3 separate regions of the Mus musculus genome follow, and all the other regions are linked to region 3. Evidence: chromatin contacts called from public HiChIP or PLAC-seq and Micro-C data. All regions are on one chromosome and are shown on one strand. Each heading gives the region's core, a stretch centred on a gene start, on an enhancer-like site or on the middle of the called end of the contact. The rest is flanking DNA. Distances are from core to core; before and after follow the strand shown.

Region 1 (2,762 bases), core at 240-2,739, 250 kb after region 3:
TGCTTGCTCCTCGTAAGTGTAAAGTTCCCACAAATTATGTCAACCCAAACATCAGTTATTAGCTGCTTTCTACAGGAAACACAGCCAGGAATATGCAGTGGCCTCTGAGCTCACCTCTCCTCTGCCTCTACGGACTCTGCTGCACAGTCCTGCTGAGCGAGCGTATCTCTTAAGATTTGTAAAGGTCTTAGCACTGGGAGACAACAATTTATGCTTTTAACGTTAATCAGTAAATCACACACGTACATGTGTATATTCTTTTTCATTAATTGCCTTTTTATTGTTTTTCTTCCAATTACAAATACTTGCCAATGAAATGTTTTAATTGAAAAAATTAAGTCTCATATATATGGCTTCCACATTCACCCTGTAAGGTTTCTTGTACCCTAAATTTCTTTCCTCTCAATGTTTCTTTTCCTTCTTAGTGTCTCCTGCTATTTTACATTTTGCTGATAAGGAGCTTGTGTAATTAATAACCTTATCTCCCTATGTATAAAAAAAACAAATTTAGTGCATTTTAATAAGGAAGTCAGAAGTACAAGGAGACACTTTATTGCCACGTTGACGCTGATAAGACCAGAAATAAGCTGGTTGCTCTGTGACTACACATAATGAATAGTATTTGTGTACGTAGTTTTATTACTTTTGGTGTCAGAGCTTCAATATTTCTTGGGAGTATATTTATGAACAGCTATACAGTTTAGAATTCTTTAATAAGCCGCTCTCACTGGATAACACACTGGTTTTTAAAGTCACTTCATCTTTATGCCTGATCTTAATCTTGTATTTGTAGTTCTCAGCAGGGGCAGGGAGTGCTATTTTCTTAGCTGCTCAGGGTGGGGATGGGGGTGTAGAAGATTGGGAGGGGTTCTAGAAAGGTCACTATGGTCTCATGCAGTCATATATTTTACAACTGCAGCTTGTACACTCCTGAAATGGGGAAAAGTTCCTCTTTTTTTTTTTTTAAGTGCTGAACAAAAACTGAAGGTTTGAAAAGTTTAAGACCCTTGAGAACATGAATAGTTGGATCTCTAGTATCTTTGACTAAGTTTTTACATAGTCCCCATGACAGCCTACTCCTTTGAAGTCAGTCAAGCCTGTGAGATCATGAGGGACTCATAACAGAAGAAGCTCTGTGAAGAGCGGCTGAGTTGCCTCTGCCCTTATTTCCTGCCCATTGATCCTGTGATGTGAGCGTATCTGTTATCTCCTTCTGCAAAAAGAACTGTGTGTGCCACATGACAGTCCTGGGCAGGGCCATGCAGGGTCACACAGCTACGGATGGCTGGGAAGACAAAGTTTGATCTTCTATGAAACATTTATATGCTTGTTTGCTTGTTTGTTTGTTTGTTTGTTTGCAGTAGGCTTGCTTCCTACTCTGTCCTTCCAGGACAAAGGCAGAAGTGAGTGGGTAGGAATCACAACAACTTCTCCCCTCTGATGTTACCCTCTGACTAGGGGAGTTGATAGTAAGGCCGGGACTTCCCAATTAGCATGCTTTTTTTTTTTTTTAGCAAGGGGACCTGTTTTACTGAGTTGGGGTAGAAGACACATCCTTCCTTTGGACTGGCTTCCCCATTCGATGTATCCCCATGCTGCTTATTATTAAGATGAGCTAAAGATCAAGGTTTACAGCACTCTATAGCACCCAGTGCTGTGCTAGCTTCTCCAGTGCGTTCCTGTCCTGGACACCTCCATGATGGTTATTGAAGTCCGTTGGTTGGCTTTCCAAAAAGTGAGGAGGTTTGAATCTGGCATTCTTGGGAAAACTCTTTCTGTGATCTTTTTCTCGCCTACCCTCTCTGGTTTCCCATGAAAGGCAGGAATGCTCAACTAATCCCTCCTGCTCCCTGGTCTGTGGGCTGTAATTAGGGTTTAAAGAAACAATGTCTCCACTTTGGTGGAATTCATGCTGTTCCCGTTGGAGACTGAAGCAGGTATACAATGCGCTCATAGTCTTTACACTCTATCTTCAGTAACACCTTGAACCACTTCATCCAATATTCCTTTCCTTCTTCAAAGAGCAACATTTAACTCCTTCATTTTATTGCATAGATAATGCCTTTGTTTCTGAACGATACAGCATGTGTGACTGTTACGCACACAAAGGGAGGAAAAAAGGTTATTTATTAAGTAAGTTATTCACCGTAGCAAATTTTAGTGATTTTTCAAACCAGAGCAACCAGTTTTTTCCTGATCCGTCGTCATTAATTTGACAAATACCTTCTCCTTAAAAGTTTACTACAGAAAGATTTCGTTTTTATAGGCACACTTTCTTTAATGTATGCTTTAGTGATTCTGAATATTAAGTGCTACCAGCATCTCTTGCTCTGAGCTTAGCAAGCGAAGAAAGCACCGTCAGTGAATTCTGCCTCAAGTCAGAGAAAATGTCTTTTGCCCCTCTTTTCTCCAAAGAAATAAAATCTTTATGTGCTCGGCATGTGGGGTAGGAAATAACAAGGAGGTCATTGTTCTCTGTCCCGCCTAACTGCAAGTGTAAAGACTGTTATTCTTTCGAGCACTGCCCCCTAGCGGGGAAAATTTCACGTTTTTCGACTGGGTATCTTTAAATGCCTTCCCATCGCTTGTTCATGCCCTTTCTGCAAGGATGCTGACCCTGTTCGTCATGTGTGTTAAGATAACACTTAGAATGTGAGTTCCTGACAGCATGGGGGCCTTTACCTAACAGTCTCACTGAGCTGAAACACGGAATAGATGAGAAGAAATAGATTGTAGCTTCTCACAAGTCTTGGGAGCTAGTG
Region 2 (2,700 bases), core at 64-2,563, 130 kb before region 3:
GGCTCTGTCTATGTTCTTTGAGAGAACTGTATTTTGCTTTCCTATTAGCATCGGGGAAGGACCCCATTCTGCTTTTATTTCAAACTTCAACCACCCCTACACGTGTTCGATTCCTCTTGAGATGCCATTGATGCGCCAGCCTGGTACTGGAAGCTCACTGCCTTTCCCGAGGCAAGGCTCTGGGATTCCATCTTTTGAATCTCTGAATCACAGATGCCTTCCCACTTGCACACTGGCGGGAGCTCAGTGGACTTCCTCTAAGCAAGCCAAGCAAATTCTCTAAATGCCAGATGTAAGATGGGAATTCAAAGGTCATGGTTCTCCTCTGTGCTGCCCCCATTCCCACCCCGGCTAGGAGTGTGAGAAGTTCACATGACTGCACAAGACACCACTGGGCACTGCTAACTGCCATCCGTGCCAACGCATAGGCTCTGCTCTCTGTATCATAGAATGACTGTCTGTATTTGCTGAGCTTGTCTCTCCTGACCCGAGTCTCCAGCTCTCCCAGCCAATGCATTTGCATCATTTCTGTGTGTGCCTTGTTTGACCTGCCTCTTCTCCAGCACTGTGAGCCGGTCTGTGGGTGGTTCCCCCTCCCAGCCCCCACTGCCATGAAGAATGACAAGGGCAAAGGTCAGAAACTCCTATGATTCATTTCCTCTTTGCTGCACGCAGTGGATAGCTTTCTGGATGAGTCACTCGGATGCCAAGTATGGGACTGGGGTGGGGGCTCCTTTACATGAACCCCAAGGCGCTGCTATGCCCCCTCTCCGTTAGAAGAACAGAGTTCTTAAGAGCCCTTACAATTTTTGTATTTTCCTCCTGTGGTGTTATAAGCCCATCTGTGCCCTCTTTCTTTGTCCTGTTTGCTTGGATAACATTATCATCTTTTGTGGTCTCCTTGAATTCTGACTCCAGAATTGGCAGACACTTAAAATAGACCTCAAATGTGCTCTTATATTAATACATTTTCCAGGGGCTAGAGGAATAGCTCAGTGGGTTAAGTGCATGTTGCATAAGTATGATGGCTTGGGTTCAAATCCCCAGAACCTACATGAAAAAGCCAGATGTGGTTTGGGTGATGGTGGAGATGCACGCCTTTGATCCCAGCTCTCGGGAGGCAGAGAGCTGGATCTCCGAGTTCAAGGCCAGCCTGATCTCCAACGTGAGTTCCAGGACAGCCAGGACTATACAGAGAAACCCTGTCTCTAAAAACAAAAACAAACAAACAAAAGGCTAGATGTGCTGCCTGGCTGATACTTGTAATCTCAGTGCCAAGAGATAGAGAAAGAGAGATTCCCTGGGGTTGCTGGCCAACCAGCCTACTCTAATCTGTAAACTACAGGCCAATGAAAAACTTGGTCTCATAAAACAGGATGGGGCTGGAGAGACAGCTGAGTGGTTCTGAGTAAGTACTTCTCTTGCAGATGATGTAAGTTCAGTTCCGAGCACTGACCTGGGATGGCTCATAATTGACTGTAACTTCAGTTAGAGATTATCTGACACCCTAGCCTGGTCTCTCTAGGTACCTACCTACATATGAACATACCCACACAGAGATACACGCCCACATAACTAAAAATCACCGGGCATTGGTGGTGTATGCTTTTAATCCCAGCAATTGGGATAGGGGACAGAGGCAGAGGCAGATGGATCTCTGAATCCAAGGCTAGCATGGCCTATAGATCAAGTTCCAGGACAGTCAGGATTATACAGAGAAGCCTGTCTCAAAAACAAAAAACAAAACAAAACATAAAAAAAATAAAATAAATGCTAGAAAACAGCAACAATATGGTGGAATGCGTGTGAGGAATGACTCATGAAGATGACTTGGCTTTGACACATGTGCACATATGGAGACACATGAACATGAACACATATACATATACACACACAAAATAAAAATATGCTCTCATGTCATTTAGACTAAACTATTCAGAGAAGTGTAGTCATGGATCCTCAAGAAAAAAAAAATCCGCCTTCCAGAAGGACAGCATATGGCGACAGCAGACATCAGCTAAGGAAGATGACAATTGTACTTCACACTGAGGTCCCTATCAAGGTGTTGTTTCCTCAATGAAGGGAGGTCACTGTTTTGTTTTTGCCTTTATATACAAACAGAAAACTAAGTGCACAGTATAAGAAATAATTATCAACCAAACACCCTCCATCAAGAAATGAAACAGGTCCAGCCCAGAAGCCCCTCCTTTGTTTGCCTTCCAGACAACGCCCTTGCCACTCCTTGGGGTACCCCTATCTGTGGTAGCCACTCCCTTGCTTTTGTGATTATGTCTGTGTGCTGGTTAATTACTTTCAGGGCAGTATCACCTTTATCTTCTGCACATGGCACCGTGTAATTCATTTGTGTTAAGTAATGACCACAGGGGACACGGGGCTAGCTCTGTGTGTGTGTAGTAGTCTTTCTTCTTCTCAGAATTGCACAGAACTGCTAACCCATGTCTCCAGTCGTGAACTAAGAGCACTTCTGCTAAAACATACATTTAGAATGATAACACTGTGGAGGTGAAGTAAGCAAGACACTTGCAGTGGTCCAAGCATGCCAATGCAGTGGTCCAAACCTGACACTGCAGTGGTCCAAGCCTGACACTGCAGTGGTCCAAGCCTGACACTGCAGTGGTCCAAGCATGCCAATGCAGTGGTCCAAGCCTGACACTGCAGTGGTCCAAGCATGACACTGAA
Region 3 (2,700 bases), core at 157-2,656:
ATTGTTGGGTCACACCTCTAGTGCCTGGCTTGGGGAAGACAGAAGAGACTTTAGGACCAGGGGCCCGTTGGGTTGGGTGGACCGGTTGGATTCAGGTAGTTTGAGGTCTTGAGCCTGGTAGTCAGTTTTCTTGAAGCCTGTTCTCAGTCTAGAGGCAAGCAAGGGATCATGTAAATTCGAGAAGAGAAAACTGAGTGTCCACAAGGTGAGGCAGATTTCTCCATTTAATGAGATCTGAGCAAAGTTTGAAAAGGACTGGTGTATATAAGGTTGACATTATCCATTTAGAAAATGATTTTCTGTGGCCTCAGCAAGGGCAGATGTGTATATTAGCGACATACATCACCACCTGTGATTCCAGTTCACAGTTCTGAATTTTCATTCAGAGGTTACAGTATAGATTCATTAGATCGTATATTATCAGATTACAGCATAGATTCATTAGAACACACCAGGCCAATAAAGATGCCACGCTGTTGAAGACTAAGCAGATTCTGTTGATGCTCCTGCCCTTCCGTCATGACTTCCGGGTTTCTCTACTTGAACTTCTTGACGTTTTGGGTCAGATTTTTCTGTGGGGAGATGTTCTGTCCATTGTGCGGGCTTTTTTTGGTGGCATCCTGGCCTCCCCATCCACCCGAGATGCCTGCAGTGTCTCCGTCATGACAGCTGCTGTCTGGGAAGCAAAAGTGCCCTCTTCCACACATAAGAGATTATCATTGAACCAGAAGATTAAAAAGGAAATGAGTTTATATGTGTTTATATGCATGCCTGTCTGTGCATGTAAACACGCCACTGCGGTCTGAACGTTTGGGTTCTCTCAAATTCTGTGTGGAAGCAAAATCAGCAACGCCATGACTTTGCATCACGGGGCTGTGGGAGAGGTGACTTTCTCCTTCCGTGTGTGGGGTGCAGCCCCTCCTGATGATACCCAAAGGTGGGCATTTGCAGTCATGTCCTATGAAGGCCCAGTGAGAAAGTGCCCTCTATGAATCAGGAAATACTCCTTCAAAAGACAGTGACTCTGCTGTCACTGGGCTTTAAGAACTGGGACTTTAAGAACTGTGGGGAGGAAATTGCTGTCACTTGTGAAATACCCAGTTCATGGGTTCTGTTCTGCCAACCTCAGCGGATGAAGACTAATTTTCTTCTTTCTCTGAGATGTGAAACTAACAGAGGCCTTTTACAATCTCCCTAGCTTCTCATGAATAGACGGGCAGCTCGGGTAACTTTGACTTAACAGACTGATTCTCCTTCCCTTCCACTTGAAAAGCTGATTCATCCTGAAGAATGGGGTGACAGCAGATCTGATCCTTGGCTGATTAGAGCTGAGTTGGAGAGAGGCTGTCAAACCGGATCTGCCGGGCTTCGCTCTATTGAGTGAGGTCATTCAGAGTGAAACTGGAGACTCTACTGTAAACACTTGACTCCAGCAAGGCATCCCAAGGGCACTTAGCGAAGTTGTTCCTGAGCCTTTAGGGCCTGGGGAGAGATTCAGTGGGTTGACTCATTTCATTTTATTTACTTTTTCTTCCAGTAAAATCTATATTTGTTTTGAAATAGTGGTGGAGGAATTGAGGACGTCAGAATGGTGTCCTTAGGGATGTATAAGGGACAGTGTAGAAGGGATACTTATAGCTGTGTCAAGTCATAAAAGCAAAAGGTGGGGAGCAACTTTAGAGTTCGATTATCTGCGTCCCCCAACCCATCCAACCCACTGCAATGGATCCTATAGGGGAATTGAGATTAGGCACTGACCAACCAGTGTTTGGTTACTCTCTCCTTTAGCAGAGTTTGGCAGAGTTGGTCAGTTTCCTGTTGTAACAGTCTTATCTGGGCTTCCTCTATATCATGCAGAACTCCCACCCCACCCCCACCCCAGTTTGTCTCTTTTTCAGGCTTCTCTTTGTGAGGCTGTGAATGGTGGATTTTCTACACAGTTTTCTTTCTTTCCTTTGAATGCCCCTTCCCTGAGTTTGCCAGGTCCCCCAAATGCTAAAAATCTATACTCCTAGTCCAGCATTTGTTTTTTGTTTTTGTTTTTTAATTCAAACCAGACTCGCATTTTCAATTATGTCATTAACCTTTCCTCCTAGATGTCTAACAGACATCTCAGACTGAACATGGCCCCAGTAGGGCAATTGTGCCCCTTTCATCTTGTAGTGCTGGCCAGTGGCCTCACTGGGTACCCTCTTTTCTCACTGTGGTCTTTTCATCGTCCCAAGAGTGACCCCATGAACATTGTTGAAAGCCATTTTCTTAGTCCTGTCTTTGAATGACATCCCATTGACCAAGAATAAAATTCCAGGTCATTTACAATGCTCACACGACTTCAAATACCCAGTGCTGGCATTTAGTCTAGGCTCTGCCCCACAGTTACCGGACCACAGCCAGATGTGCCTGCCTCACTATAAAAGGGGCTGCTTGCCCCCTCCTCTCCCTCTCTTGCTCTCTAGAGCTCTTGCTCCTTTCTCTTCTCCTCTTGCTCCTGCCCCCCCTCTCTAGAGCTTCTGTTGCTGCCCCCTCTCAACCCTCAGCTCTTAATTATAGGCCTTTCCCATCATCCACTCCCATGTCTCCTCACACCACTCGTCGACATTACAGACTAGGTTATACACTCTACGACATTTCTTCATGAAGTGAAGGGAAGCTCACGGAGAGGCTCTGTTCCTAGGTGCCTGGCAAACGGTAGGTGTGTAA

What was found. Hi-C and Micro-C count contacts between places; a contact is called where the count stands out from the background. HiChIP or PLAC-seq counts read pairs in DNA pulled down with a chosen protein or histone mark.
Region 1: a Micro-C map of the G1E-ER4 cell line shows a contact between it and region 3, with 4 times the contacts expected there. The contact joins two enhancer-like sites. A contact is called at or near these places in 1 of 39 promoter capture datasets (embryonic stem cells), 3 of 15 datasets of contacts at CTCF or cohesin (the G1E-ER4 cell line, the NIH/3T3 cell line and large pre-B cells), 38 of 484 Hi-C or Micro-C datasets (the AML12 cell line, the G1E-ER4 cell line, the HL-1 cell line and 19 more), 12 of 115 datasets of contacts at active chromatin or transcription factors (the NIH/3T3 cell line, T-cell acute lymphoblastic leukemia, astrocytes and 7 more) and 1 of 9 other capture datasets (embryonic stem cells).
Region 2: a contact with region 3 is called in an HNF4G HiChIP or PLAC-seq map of pancreatic cancer cells. The contact joins two enhancer-like sites. A contact is called at or near these places in 1 of 15 datasets of contacts at CTCF or cohesin (the NIH/3T3 cell line), 3 of 484 Hi-C or Micro-C datasets (the N1E-115 cell line, nephron progenitors and uterus) and 3 of 115 datasets of contacts at active chromatin or transcription factors (extraembryonic endoderm stem cells, pancreatic cancer cells and trophoblast stem cells).

The regions. Positions count from the first base shown.
Region 1 is chr10:111,923,157-111,925,918 of GRCm38.p6, forward strand. No RefSeq gene overlaps it. Among named protein-coding and RNA genes, the nearest start is that of Krr1, 48 kb to the right of the region's middle. Within about 2 kb of position 1,490, at least 60 of the 459 cell types and tissues checked have an H3K27ac peak or open chromatin away from gene starts, as enhancers often do. A contact at or near this core is called in the G1E-ER4 cell line, the NIH/3T3 cell line, neural stem cells and 1 more, where this site is marked.
Region 2 is chr10:111,543,533-111,546,232 of GRCm38.p6, forward strand. No RefSeq gene overlaps it. Among named protein-coding and RNA genes, the nearest start is that of Gm30193, 29 kb to the right of the region's middle. Within about 2 kb of position 1,314, at least 144 of the 459 cell types and tissues checked have an H3K27ac peak or open chromatin away from gene starts, as enhancers often do. A contact at or near this core is called in the N1E-115 cell line, the NIH/3T3 cell line, pancreatic cancer cells and 2 more, where this site is marked.
Region 3 is chr10:111,671,590-111,674,289 of GRCm38.p6, forward strand. No RefSeq gene overlaps it. Among named protein-coding and RNA genes, the nearest start is that of Gm30624, 12 kb to the right of the region's middle. Within about 2 kb of position 1,407, at least 155 of the 459 cell types and tissues checked have an H3K27ac peak or open chromatin away from gene starts, as enhancers often do. A contact at or near this core is called in the G1E-ER4 cell line, the N1E-115 cell line, the NIH/3T3 cell line and 4 more, where this site is marked.